Linked DNA regions of Gossypium arboreum: region 1 is linked to region 2. Evidence: chromatin contacts called from public Hi-C data. All regions are on one chromosome and are shown on one strand. The core of a region is the stretch at or near the end of the contact, and the rest is flanking DNA. Distances in the headings are between cores, read along the strand shown. Region 1 holds the start of LOC108479276 (bZIP transcription factor 11-like). Region 2 holds the start of LOC108478730 (probable leucine-rich repeat receptor-like protein kinase At1g35710).

Evidence for each region. A called contact is a pair of places that touch in the nucleus more often than the background predicts.
Region 1: a contact with region 2 is called in a Hi-C map of leaf, with 3 times the contacts expected there. The contact joins the promoter of LOC108479276 here to the promoter of LOC108478730 in region 2. A contact is called at or near these places in 2 of 5 Hi-C or Micro-C datasets (both in leaf).

The regions. Positions count from the first base shown.
Region 1 is chr12:14,840,964-14,844,032 of ASM2569848v2, forward strand. LOC108479276 (bZIP transcription factor 11-like) reads right to left here and starts at 1,305. Exons shown (of 1, transcript XM_017781775.2): 1 at 1-1,305. The coding sequence starts at 616. The coding sequence ends at 119. It overlaps LOC108477328 (mitogen-activated protein kinase 7-like), which reads right to left. Exons shown (of 3, transcript XM_017779833.2): 3 at 2,246-3,069. The coding sequence ends at 2,382.
Region 2 is chr12:14,572,409-14,575,696 of ASM2569848v2, forward strand. It overlaps LOC108478730 (probable leucine-rich repeat receptor-like protein kinase At1g35710), which reads right to left and starts at 1,876. Exons shown (of 1, transcript XM_017781200.2): 1 at 1-1,876. The coding sequence starts at 1,554. It overlaps LOC108479949 (probable inactive leucine-rich repeat receptor kinase XIAO), which reads right to left. Exons shown (of 1, transcript XM_017782823.2): 1 at 2,504-3,288. The coding sequence ends at 2,652.

The DNA.
Region 1 (3,069 bases), core at 55-2,554, 270 kb after region 2:
CGAGGGAAATAAAAGAAAAGAACTCTGGGGCATTTGAAAGCACTAGTAAAAGATAAAAAGAGCAACATCAATGAACAACCAGAAAGCCAGGGTACACTGCAAAGACCTGATTAATCAATCAATACATCATCATGTCAGCAGAAGGCATAAAGGGTTGATTGGTTGTGGAAAAATTCCATGGATTCATTAAACTATCATCATTGAGCTGATGATGAGGATGACAGTAGGCCGCCTGGTCAAAGTTAGTGTCATTTTGGAGAACCGCATTGCTGGAGTTTATGAAATGAATGATTTCATTGAGAGATTGCAACCTGTTGCTGAGCTCAGTCATCTGAGCTCTAAGAACCAAGTTCTCAGCCTCAACGTTGGAGTAAAGCTGCGTGGTGACATTGATGCTTGTGTGGATCTGGTTATTGTGGTTGGTGAGATTAGAAACTTGGGCCATCAGTTCATCCAGGTGCTTCTGTTTACGCATCCGAGAGCGACGTGCAGATTCCCTATTGGATAGCATTCTCTTGCGCTTCCTTTCATCCAAAATCGGCTGAAAATCCTCCGATGAACTCGAGCTTCTCAGCGTGCTTGAACCTGAGGATGCTCCACTGCTTGAAGTAGCCATAAGTAACAACAACAATTATAACAAACAAAACAAAAGAAACAACAACTGGCCTCAGAACCCAGAAATTTTATTATGCAAAGAAACTCAGATGTGGAATTCTATATGAAAAATGGTGAAGAAAAGCTGAAGAAAATAAGGGCGGGCTATGGGTTTACAATCAGAAGGAGAGAGAGAAAGAGAGAGAGAGAGTTCATGAAAAAACGTAGAACCAGTAAAGGAAAACAACAGAGAAAGATTGAACAAGATGGGTCCTGCGCCTCAGAGTAGAGTTGATCATAAACCCAGAAAGGAGGATTTCACTGAGTACGGGAGACATGAGTCCTCAAACATCAGGAACAAGATGTTGATGAGCATTCAAAAACACACAAATAAGAGAAACAACAAGAAAAGAACTATGAGATATTGATTATATTAATGTAAGATAAAAAGAAAACCAGACATGGAAGGACGAGAGATCTAGAGAAAGAAAGGAGTTTGTTAAAAGCTAAAAGGGAAATCAAGATGAGATGAGAAAGTAAAGAGGTTGATGAAGTATTTTATTGTGAATTTTATAGACAGGAAAATGCCCACTGGAAATTTAAAACAGATAAAAACTAGAAAGTTGAAAGTATGGTCTTTTCATTAGCAAGTAGCAGTTGCAAAATTGATGTTGGCAAGCTTGCTTAGTTACCCCACTGTAAAAACAATGAATGGCTACAACAGTGTCATGTAATGTTAAGGGTTTTTTTTTTTTTTTTTTTTCTACTTCTGTCGGCTTCAGACAGTCGTTTTCTTGCTAGCCTGGCAGGTTGCAGTAAATCTTCATTTCTGGATTGCAATTTATGTTGTGTTCTAACAAGCTAATTCAAGAAAATGGTAAAGTAAACCAATAGTGCTTCCATGGGAAAAAGGACACTGTTCTTCACGGAGTCTCTATATAAGCCGTACAAGTCACATGCGTTCATGTCGGATTTCTGAAGATTGGTCCCCATAAAAAAATGCAGGCACTAGTGTTTTATGTTTGCCATTATTATTCTTAAATTTCAAGCTCATGGCTGGTCTGGTGTAAAGCATGTGGCCCCTGCAAAGACCCAGGAGCTGATTATGGCGCTCTCAAAACAATTTTATATTTAAGATTCCCTTTAACTAATCTTTTGTTTACTGTGTCAGTAGTATATAATGTAAATTCTTTATTCATCTCTTAATTACCTTTATTTACTTAAATATTTTAAGAATCCAAAAAATCTGGACATCCAATGTACCACAACTCATTAATTTCTTTTAACAATATTGAAATTGTTGGCTGGCTGGCTGGCTGGTTTAGACTTTGAACTGACCACATTAATCTTTTGAATTTTTCCCAAGGGAAATAATAAATAATTAATTAAGTCGTTCAACACAACAGCAGATATTTGATTTAGAATCCTTTCAAACACATGCATATGCCACAGAAGATTCCTAGTTGCTGCAAATTGCAAACATTGTTTATTTTACTTTTTAGACTAAAATGTGGGCGCAAGCTATGATTAAATTGATATATTTGAAGGAACCTTCAAGCCACAACTATGGTTTTGACTAACCAGGGTCTAAAGCTGTGTTTAACCTTGATTAAGCCTTAATGCTTGAACAGGAAAAGTAAAAATCCAAAACTATTTCAACCCGATTTATTTTATTTCAAAACCCGAACTAATTAACAAGGTGTTAAAAGACAAAATGTTTTGCTCAATTGGTAAGCTCCAAGGTAGAATTCTCTATACCAATACCAATACTGTTTCTGTAAGCAAAGCTAAAACAATGTGGTGTAAGCATTTCTTGACGCAGCCTCTGGGTGGTAGTGAAGCATCTCACTTAACATCATCTCCCTAATCATTTCTTCTCCCATGTTTTCATCAATGTCGAGATTAATCGGGACTCGGGCTGGTGGATTGCACCTTGGATCATATAGTGTTGCCATGTAAGGATGTTGGAGTGCTTCTGTGACAGTAATTCTCTTGGACGGGTCGAAAATAAGCATCCTTTGCAACAAATCTATGGCTAAAGGATCGGCTTGAGGGTATAAACGAGACAAATGGATGCCCCTAGAGAAAGGAAGTGACTCGATATACCTTCTGGCTTTGGGATTATCAATAAACTGAAGATCAGCCTCCTGCCGGCTTCCGAGGACACCAATAATTAGATTAAGCTGGTTGAGGCATCCTGTTCCGGGGAAGATAGGTCTCCGACCAAGAATCTCCGCAAAGATGCATCCTACTGACCAAACATCAATGGAGGTGCCATAATTGTCGCAACAGAGTAAGAGTTCGGGTGAGCGGTACCAACGGGTGACAACGTACTCTGTCATGAATTGTTCATTGCCTCTGCTGGTTCGAGCCAACCCAAAATCACATATCTTGAGGTCACAGTTAGCATTGATGAGAAGGTTCCCTGGCTTCAAGTCTCGATGCAGGATGTTTGCCGAGTGAAGGTACTTCACT
Region 2 (3,288 bases), core at 626-3,125:
GGAGTCATTAATAGGACCAGCGAACATATTGTCAGATAGATCAATAGAGTTGTAATGGCCTATAGGGTCATCAGTTCCTTTGGAGAAAATTGTATCCAGGTTACCGGAGAACTTGTTTGAATGAAGATCAAGGTCCATTAGACGCCTAAGATTCTTGAATTCAGCTGGAATTGATGAGTGAAGGCCGTTATTTGATAAATTAAGTAAAGAAAGGCTGGTCATATTCCCAATCCAAGGCGGTAGTTTCCCTGTCAAAGCATTAGCTGATAAATCTAGCGTAGAAATGGATGTAGAAGATAACCACCTCGGAAGAGACCCTCTAATCCCAGTTTTCGCCAACATAAGCCGAAAAAGTTTCAATTTAGCAAACCATTTTGGTATGCTAACTAGTCCAAGAGGATTAAACGACAGATCCAATGTCTGTAAGTTCTGCAACTTGGCCAGCTCTGTAGGAAGTTCACCAGAGAGATGGTTTCTAGATAAATCTAATGTTTGAAGGCTTTGCAAATTGCTGAAACTAGAAGGAATCTTGCTGGTAATACGATTATTCGACAAGAATAATTCAGTAAGAGTGACAAGGTGGCCCATTGTAGCTGGTAATTTCCCAGTTAGCTTGTTGTTCTCAAGGATTAGCCTCTGAATGCTTGGGAGGTGGCCAATGGATGGAGGTAAACTTCCTGTCAGCTTGTTTTCTGATATGCGGCAAAACTGAAGAGAGATGAGCCCCGAAATCGATGAAGGGATGCTTCCTGTAATCTGGTTTTGATTGAGATCTAGGAGTACTAATGCTGAAAGTCCTCTTATGGATTTAGGAATGCTGCCTTTTATCGTGTTTTGGGATAAGTCCAGATATTTGAGGCTCTTAAGCTTGCCTATAGTTGTAGGCAAACTGCCAGAAAGATTGTTAGCATGAAGATCAAGCTTTGTCAATAATACCAACTTCCCTATTGTTGCTGGAATTGATCCTCTCAATTGGTTTTCCGAAAGACCAAGTTCGGTGAGTGCTGTTAAGGATCCAATAACAGAGAAAGGTATAATACCAGAAATATGGTTGTTGTTGAGGAAAAGCCTTTCCAGCCGAGATAAGTGCTTGAATGTTGCCGGTATCGACCCTGTAAGCTGGTTTGAATTGAGAAAAAGATGAGTAAGACGCCTTAACTTGCCAAATTCCAGTGGTATTGGTCCATTCAAGTTTTTGAGATTGCTAAGGTCAAGAAGTTGAAGATAGGATAGGTTCCCAAGGGAGGGAGACAAAGTTCCATTCATGAATGTATCCAAAAGGTCGTCGTCATCCGAAACAAGGCCCGAGCGTGTGACATTGACAACTCTTCCCACAGAATTGCAAGCGACCCCTTTCCAGGATGTGCAGCAATCAGTTGATGATATCCATGATTGCAATAGTCGTGAAGGGTCAGCTGTGATGGTGCGCTTGAATCCCAGTAATGCTTCTTTGTCCACTGCATTGCAGGCCGCCCAGGCTGATGGTGAGAAAGATAGTGACGGTAAGAGCAAAAGAAGTAGAGAAAACATATTGTTATGAAATGAAATCTCCATTGATGACTATGAAATCATGAACCTGAAAGTCCAATCTTATTATATATTCATTTGAAGGCAAGTTGCCAGATATTGAAAACAGTGCTGCCATGTGATTAATCCGGCTTTCATTAAGTTAATATTAATGGATATTAGCCTATCGGGGGAACTTCCAGCCAGTTGCATACAATATAAGCCTATTGGCCAACCTGGAAGAGGCGGCTGTGATAAAATTTTGGATCTTAATGTTTAAGCAACAAATGAATCAAAGTAAATACTTAATTATATTTTTTAGCATCCTTTGTATTTGTCTATGAACTGAAGCATGATGATTGATGACCATCGGCTTAGCTTTTGAGTTAAGGAACCAGTAAAAATTATTGCACTGTGTTTGCAGACATGATAAGTTTGATCCCACTTTCGACCAATGAATAGTTAACAGTAATCTCATTTTTACATGGGAGCGGGACCTGAAAGCGTAATAATATTCGCGGGCTCCATTCATGTAAAGCATTAATGGTATCACAACTCATGCATATTTCAACAGGTGATATATACCCACAGCTTCATTGATTCTGTATTTCATAGCTGTAAATACAAGCGAGGGGGGAAAAAATTGTCTCGACATGCACTTTGAACTGTGCCTTTCAGGTCATTTATTTCTCTACAGTCACGGGATATGATAAGGAAGCATAGCTTTGTTCATACGAAAAGGCAGATTATTCTTACAAAACATTTCAAGTAATCAAATTTATCAATCCAAGCCACTAATTGGTGCAATAAGTCCTTTAATTGGGCCAAGAGTTACCTAAAATAAACCGAATAAGGTTGGCAATTATCTGGACCTATCTGATAAGCCTCAAAGGACAAGTAGGGCCCAAGTACTATATTGTTTACTAGCGTATACCCCCACGCCCATAAGACCATGTGAGCAAAATCAAAATATTGAAAATATACAAAATTATTACAATTTATGCGAAAACAAAGATTTTCTTTTAGATTTCCCACTAACAAACTGAAAACTAACAAGCCCGAACTGAGAACAATAGAGAAGGAATCTTAGACAAGAAAGACACACATGGATGTTTCAACTAAAAACATTGCTGAAATAACATGATTCAAGGGATTACAGAACCAAAACTCTTGCATTCCATTAAAGATTTCTGGTCAGCACCTTGGCAGAAAAAGAAACGCGATGGGCACCTGATCAAGCAGTTGTCCGCAAGGCTGACATTTGCAGTGTCTGGTTTGAGTACCAGCAATGGCCCTGGAATTGGTCCGAACAAGTAGTTCCCTCCAAGCAACAGTCTTGCAAACGGGGCAATTCCGGAGGCAGGCAGAGCCGCTCTCAATGCGTATTGGATAGGGATCATACCCGAAAACTTGTTGTTTTCCATGGATAAAGCTGACAGCTTTGGCACTAATGGCAAGAAAGGAGGTAACCAGCCTTGGAGCTCGTTATTGCTCAAGTCAACAGCAATAAGCTCACTTTGGGTGCCTAGATTAGAGGGAGCTTGTAAAGAATCAAAGGAGTTGAATGCGAGAGTGAGTTGTTGAAGAGATGGGTGGTTAAAGAGGAAATAAGGGACTGAGCCGGTGAGTTTATTGTGACTCAGGTCTAATACTTGCAGAAAGTTCAAATATTTAAGACTTGGAGGGATTGTGCCTTCAATCATGTTGTTCCTCATGGAAATTTGGACTAAAGAAGGTGGCGGCGTTGTAGGCAAATACCCAGAAATGACATTGTTGCTTGCA